Linked DNA regions of Mus musculus: region 1 is linked to region 2. The links are chromatin contacts, called in public HiChIP or PLAC-seq maps. All regions are on one chromosome and are shown on one strand. Each heading gives the region's core, a stretch centred on a gene start, on an enhancer-like site or on the middle of the called end of the contact. The rest is flanking DNA. Distances are from core to core; before and after follow the strand shown. Region 1 has its middle 66 kb from the start of Gm33286. Region 2 has its middle 18 kb from the start of Gm32893.

What was found. HiChIP or PLAC-seq counts read pairs in DNA pulled down with a chosen protein or histone mark.
Region 1: a contact with region 2 is called in an H3K4me3 HiChIP or PLAC-seq map of embryonic basal ganglia, with 5 times the contacts expected there. The contact joins two enhancer-like sites. A contact is called at or near these places in 1 of 15 datasets of contacts at CTCF or cohesin (large pre-B cells), 7 of 484 Hi-C or Micro-C datasets (CD4 T cells, CD8 T cells, nephron progenitors and 2 more) and 4 of 115 datasets of contacts at active chromatin or transcription factors (VIP interneurons, embryonic basal ganglia, large pre-B cells and 1 more).

What each region holds. Positions count from the first base shown.
Region 1 is chr4:34,239,696-34,243,272 of GRCm38.p6, forward strand. No RefSeq gene overlaps it. Among named protein-coding and RNA genes, the nearest start is that of Gm33286, 66 kb to the right of the region's middle. Within about 2 kb of position 2,191, at least 23 of the 459 cell types and tissues checked have an H3K27ac peak or open chromatin away from gene starts, as enhancers often do. A contact at or near this core is called in VIP interneurons and embryonic basal ganglia, where this site is marked.
Region 2 is chr4:33,548,485-33,551,906 of GRCm38.p6, forward strand. No RefSeq gene overlaps it. Among named protein-coding and RNA genes, the nearest start is that of Gm32893, 18 kb to the right of the region's middle. Within about 2 kb of position 1,322, at least 21 of the 459 cell types and tissues checked have an H3K27ac peak or open chromatin away from gene starts, as enhancers often do. A contact at or near this core is called in VIP interneurons and embryonic basal ganglia, where this site is marked.

The sequences.
Region 1 (3,577 bases), core at 941-3,440, 690 kb after region 2:
CTGGTGCCTTCACAAGAATAAGAAGAGGGAAATTCAAGACACACAGACACAGAGACCCAGACTGACAATATCCATGAACAGATGGAGACAGAGATCAGCTGTGCAGCTGCAAGGCAGGCGCAGCAGGTGGTCAGAGCAGCTGCCAGATGCTGGAGCTTCCAGGAGCCAACCCTGCAGGCACTTAAGCTTAAACTCCTTGCCCCCAGAAGTGGAATAGCGTAACTTTAAATTGTTTAACATTACCACACGGGGTAACTTTTTTACAGCAGAAGAAAATGGCAACAGTATCTCATTTTTCTAGGCTGTTTCTGGGCTGTTTGGGTAAAGGAGGCCGGTGACACGTCAGTGTGGTAATTGTTCTCTGGGTAGTTGCCTCTTCTTTCCGAGACATTTTCCCTAGAAGAAGCATTGCTTCAATCTGGTCTTTGTTTTTCTTCATTTTATTTAATCATTCAGTAGCAGCACATTTTTCTTCCCAGTTCAGATTTCCTTCGGAGCTCAGGATAATACCTACGTTAGCAGGTCTTTACTGTGATATACTGAATGCCAGAGGCACTTGTAAGTCCCAAATGGAACGAGGACCAGGAAACACATTTTTGTCAACATTTAGTAAGATGCTGGAAGCCTTCTTAGTGCTCCTTTGTCACACGTTGCCAAGGGGCTCTTGTGACAGGTACCGTGTATCTGATCCGTCCCAAATTTGACCTCACATAGATCATGGCAGCTGCTACCTCAATTCTACGTTCTTTGGAGAATTCACCTGGAAAATAATCCTGACCTAAAGCCTTTGCCTGCCCAGAGAATTCCAGAGAAATAACTCTTAGATTTCAGAAACCATCAAAAAATAGCTTCTTAAGGAGAGGTTGGGTAGCCCTGCCAGGCATACGCTGCAATCCCAGCGCTCCAAAGACTAAAGGAGGCAGAGGAATCCCAAGTTTGAGCTCCAAAGACCTTGCTTTAGATAAATAAGAGATCAATACACTAAAGGTTTTGCCTGCACCTGTCATGACCTAAAGAAGCCAGAGTCTCTTCCACTTGTAAACCTAACCCTACACACCTGACTCTGTAGTGTGGCATTTAAGAAAAAATTGCTGTGTGTGGTGAGACTAAAAGTTCTCTCCTTTCCTGGGCATTGAGAAGAGAATGAATTGAATGGACATAACCTGGTGTCTGTATGGCCATGAACTAATCCCTGGACCTCTTTCTGACATTCAAGGGGGGTGGTGAAGAGACCACGTGTGAATAAATTCACCACGATTGAAAGGGACTTTAAAGTCCTGTGTAGATGATAGGCGTTTCTGTGAGACCCATGGGAACCTGACGTAAATCGAGGAGCCAGCTCCAAACTGAGGATTATCATCACGGAAGAACGTCAGCACTGCAGGATATGAAAAAGCTGTTCACATTGCTCACCAGATCCAGAGAGGAGAAACGGTTCAAATGTGGCTTCAGTTTTAAACCCCGTGTGAGCCCAGATGCTCTCTGAGTGGCTCCACTTCAGCAAACGCCTGCACATTTAAACAAAAGCAAAAAAGATGGAAGCAAGCTGGAACTGGAGAAGAAGCAGGTGCATAAAACAAATGCTGTCGGCATATGTGTGAGCACAAACAGCTCATTGTGCCACCTAAGTCATGAGATTGGCATTTGCAGACACGCACACGCACATATAACTGTAAAATAAAACCTCTTGAACCCACCTGTCTTCAACATTAGACTCATTAGGAAGAGAAACTCTTTATCAAAGCACTAGTCTGTGTATAGGAAAGCCCCCACCCCCACCCCTGGCCCCCAGGGAAAGCAGACTTGTTTTCTATGCCTGAGTGAATGGACCCCTGGCTTTACTGTAGCCTAGGGCAGCTGCTGATCCTTAAGTTACAAGTAAAATGTGGTGTTAATTCAGCCCGTTACAAAGTAATTCAAATTAAGCTATTAAGATGTGGTTGTAATGTGTCCTACAAGAATGGAAGCTATCTTGACAGTAACAACAACAAAAATAAACAAGTTTTCCCCAATTTAATCAACTCCTGGCTCCAGTAATTACAGGAGAAAAATGGCTTTAACGATTGAAAACACATCCACACAAGAGTTTTTCACATTCCAACCCAAGTTAGTTTTTGTTTGTCTGTCTGAATAGCACTTGAGAGCTTCTGACATTGCACAGTGGGAACAGTGTTTTTCTGGACTGGCATCTCCTCTGACACAGTCGTGATGCATGCGGAAGCAACAGTGACTACAGAGCACATGGCCTCCTGTGAGCTTAGACACCAAAGCAGAAAGAAAGGTGAGGAACTCCTTATTCCCAAATATTTCAGTGAAAGAAAGTGTCTGCTCTTTATAGTCCTGTGCCTCTCTTGATGATAATTCTTATCCAACCAAATAGCCATTTATAGCCAAAGACATAGTTGGGGTCGCTGGGATAGAAGTGTTTCTGTATCAGTGTAAACTATCAAGTTCTCGTGGTTCATGGAGGAATCACAGCTGCCTTCACATCACTTGCTCTCTCCACTCCTATACAATCACATACATGCTGCAAACATCATGTCCAAGGATCCAGTGAACCCTGTTTACAGGCGTAGGTTTTGCATGTTAATCATAATGGTAGCCAGTTGCTGTACTACCATCCCAGTACTTGGAAAGCAGAGACAGAAGGATAGAGAACAGGAACTCAAGACCACTTTGGCTACATTTTGAGGTCAGGGCCTGGACTATCTGAGATCCTACCTATCTCAAACAGATGATAGATAGATAGATAGATAGATAGATAGATAGATAGATAGATAGGTGAAAGATAGATAGATGATTGATAGATAGGTGAAAGATAGATAGATAGATAGATAGATAGATAGATAGATAATTGATAGATAGGTGAAAGATAGATAGATAGATAGATAGATAGATAGATAGATAGATAGATAATTGATAGATAGGTGAAAGATAGATAGATAGATGATTGATAGATGAAAGAGATAGATGATAGATAGATAGATAGATAGATAGATAAATAGATGAAAGATACTAGATGATTGATAGATGAAAATACATAGATAGATGAAAGACACATGGATAGATAGATGATAGATATAGATAGATAGATGAAAGATACTAGATGATTTGAAAATAATAGATGATAGATTAGATAGATAGATAGATAGATAGATAGATAGATAGATGAAAGATACATATATAGATGAATGATAGATAATAAGTGATTGATTGATAGATAGATAGATAGATAGATAGATAGATAGATAGATAGATAGATAATATAGTGCTGGAAGGTGACATATAGGCTACTGGAGGATAAAAATGACCACTGTGGATGCTGTGCAATGCCAACCTTCCAAGCAAGATTTGCTATCTGGGCTAACAGTGGCACAGCTAGAGTAAGCACTTTCTTACTGGGTTTGAGGACTGCTCCATAGGGAATACATGCCTAATACATTAACCTAGTCAAGAAGCCTGTGGCTGGGAAGGTCACAGGCTAGAGCGGAGAATCTACTTTTATTGGTTTGTTGAATGGACTTACAACCAGCCTGCCCTTTACATATGTATGTGTATATGCACATACCAGCACTGT
Region 2 (3,422 bases), core at 72-2,571:
ACACACACACACACACACACACACACACACACACACACACACTTATTCAGGTCTCTATTGGCAGGCACTTATTTAGGTTGGTTCCATAACTTACCTTTTGTGGATAGTGCTGTAGTAAACGTTGATGTACAACTCTCTTGGGGATGATGTTGACTTGAGCTTCTTTGAATAAATACCCTGAGTTAGTACAGCTGGGTCATATGAGATAGGTGTATTTTCAGGTTTTTTTGAGAGCACTCCATCCTGGGTGGACCAGTTTACATCCCCCCAGCAGTGCCCCAGGCTCCTTTGCCCACATCCTCGCCAGCATTTGTTACTACTTGCTTTCTTAATACTGCCCCCCTGACTGAGGTGAGGTGCAAGCTCCGAGAAGTTTTGATTTGCATTTCTCTGATGCCAGTGTGGTTGGACAGTTTTGTTTGTTTGTTTGTTTTTGAAGATGTCTTCATTAACCATTTGTATTTCATCTTTTGAGAACTGTCTGTTCATTTTGTTAGACCTCTTATTGAAGAAAAGGGGAAAAACAATCTAGCAGACAGATCTGGTCTCCTAGATTGGCAGGGAATGTTATGTAAGGGAGGAATGGATGTGGAGGAGGGAGGGAGAGCGGGTAGTAAAATGGGACATGGGAAGTGGTCTGGTAGCTGGGTGCATTGCTTCCCAGGCCCCCACGAGTCTCATTCAGGGGATTCCTCTGCAGTGGTTGCCTGCTCTTTCTCCTCTGGGTCTGGCTTTCAATGATCTGATTACAGATGCTAGTCCGAGGATGGAGTCTCAGCTGCTCCTCACAGTTTCCTGTTTTTCCTTCAGGGTATAGGCTACAAATGCTGGCTACTTACTCCCTGGGATCCTTTCTGCTGTCAAGGGCAGTGTTGTAGGTGGGCAAATCCCCTGCAGATACAAAATAGCATGGGCAAGTCCCCGGTAGATACAAAGGACTATGGGCAAATCCCCTGTAAATACAAAGTATCACGTGCAAGTCTCCTGTAGAGACAAAGTACCATGTGTAAGTCCCTAATAGATACCTAGTGCCACATGCATGAGCCAGATGGGAAGCATCTTCCCCTTTGTCTAGCTGTGCTCTCCTGGCTGGACAGCACACAGTCCCATGGTACTTGAGTTTCTTAACAACAACCATGACAACAGAGTGCTACCAAGATGCCCATGCGGGCACTTTGTAAAAACAGCATCCTGTTTCTGCTCCATAGAGTACTAAGTACCCAGCCTGTGGACAGTGGCAGCCCCCTACCTCAGCTCCCCGCCACCTCCCACCCTTTTTATTCTCCTAGCACTTCCTTCTGCTAATGTGGCTGCCACTCCAGCTGCAGCCTTTGTTCCAGTTAGAGTGCCTGTTGTTGTAAGTGCAGTGCGGGTTGTGTAAGCTCCCTGGCTCCTGCAGTCTGTGGTGGGAGCTTCTCAAAACGAGCCAGCCACCTTGGAACAGGCTCCTTAGGCTTTCTCTTTTGCCTGTAAAGGTCTCCGCTTTACTTTTCTAAGTAAGGTAGAAAAAAAAACTGCAGGCTTCATCCTCCTTGATTTTGCAGCTCTCCCCAGGAAGAGTCTTGGGCAGACCCTGTCATGCACCATCTCCCCAATTATTTCTATGACAAAGAATTGAGGGCCATAGCTATGACCTGATAGAGCCACAACCGTAGTTCTTCCAAAGTCTAACAGTCGGAGAAGCGTTGTTATTAACTGCAGCCTCAGAGCCGAGGAGGAAGCCAGGAGGAATGCCGGGTCTTCCTTCCTCTGCCTTCTGGCCTGATTGGACCTTCAGTGGTGAGGCGCTCCCACACTGACAGCATCAGTCTGCTTTACTTTGTCCTTATAGATACATTCAGACTAGGGTGCAATCAAATACCCAGCACTCTGTGACTCCGTTGATATAAAATTATTGGGGAAATGGCTAATGGATGGGGGAAATCACAGAGCAGGGTCAGGGATCAGAGGTGTGGGTGTGGGGTAGGGTGAGGTGGCAGTAGAGCATATAGTTCTCAGGCTGGTCCTCAGGGACCACGTGGCTTTTAGCTAAAGCTCTGAAGCAGGCGGAGTAGTAAGCTCAGGGTACTTTAGGGAAAGAGAGTCCCAGGTAGAAGGAACAGCCACAGGTCGGAGCTAGACTGAAGGGCTTAGCATGAGGCAGGAGCTAGGTAGGTGGGAAGGAACAGGGAAATGTTGGTATTGTCCATATGGGTGTGCTTGTGTGTGTGCACACATATGTAGGAGTATGTGCATGTGTGCTCATTTGTGTGTGTGTGTGTTGGCAGAGGTATGCAGATGTTGACGACTATTCTATTTATTTTACCCTTTTTATTGTGAGTGAAACAAAACTGTTGTAAGTTTAATCCGCACTAGTCCTGGATCATTTTGAACTCACAAAAACCTTAAATCTCAGTGAACAAGCTCTTAAAGGGTGGGCCAGTTTTAGGTGTCTAGTATGTGGCTCCAAAGTAGGGAACAGTGCCCTAAATGCCTGTGTGTAGGCTCTGAGGTACAGTGTGGGAGATGGGACCAGCATCTTCAGTGATGCCCAAGGGAGGGCACAAGCAGGAAGAACCACCACAGCACAAGATGCCAGATTCTGCAAGAGAGTCTTGGTCCAGAGGAAAGAGGTCTTAGACTGGACGAGAGGAAATGGTTCAGGAGTAACCAACTCACAGGTACAATACGTCATTTGAGTCTAGAAAAGTGCTCAAGTCTGGTAACCTGGTAACATGAGTGCTATCCCTGAACTCCACATGGTGGAAGTTCCCATGCCTTCTGACCTCCTCCACACATGCACTGTGGCATACATTCCCCACACATGTGCATATAAAAACATACAAAACCCAAACAAATGAGTGTTTCAACGGTTTTGTTTCTTTAATTAATATGACTTTCACGCTAAGTGTCGCGGCACGTGGGGTAGTCCCAGCACTCAGAAGGCTGAATCAGGAGGGCAGTGAGTTCAAGAACAGCCTAGGCTGTGGAGTGAGGCTCTGCTTTTAACAGTCAAACAAAAAGTTCCAATGCTGGCCCTGGGGAGATGGGTCGGTAGCTAAGAGTGATCAGTGCTCGAGCAGGGCCAGTTCCTAGCACACATCAGTTAGTTCACAGACCTCTGTAACTCCAGCTCCAGAGGATCTGATGTCCTCTTCTGGTCTCCGTAGGCATCCTCACCCGTGTGTGCTGGAACTTGTTCTTTGTCACAGTTTCTTCTCACTTCTTGAGAATTAACAAAAGCAGTATGGTTGTGATCCCTGGAATGAGGTGAGCATTCATTCATCAGTGGTGGCGGTTACAGAGTGAGGCACGTGGCTACAGGGCTGTTAGGCCCATTTGGTGGTGCTGAGGGGGTTAAGGTGCAGCATACACAGCATGGGTTACAGAGTGAGGCACGTGGCTACAGGGCTGTTAGGCCCATTTGGTGGTGCTGAGGGGGT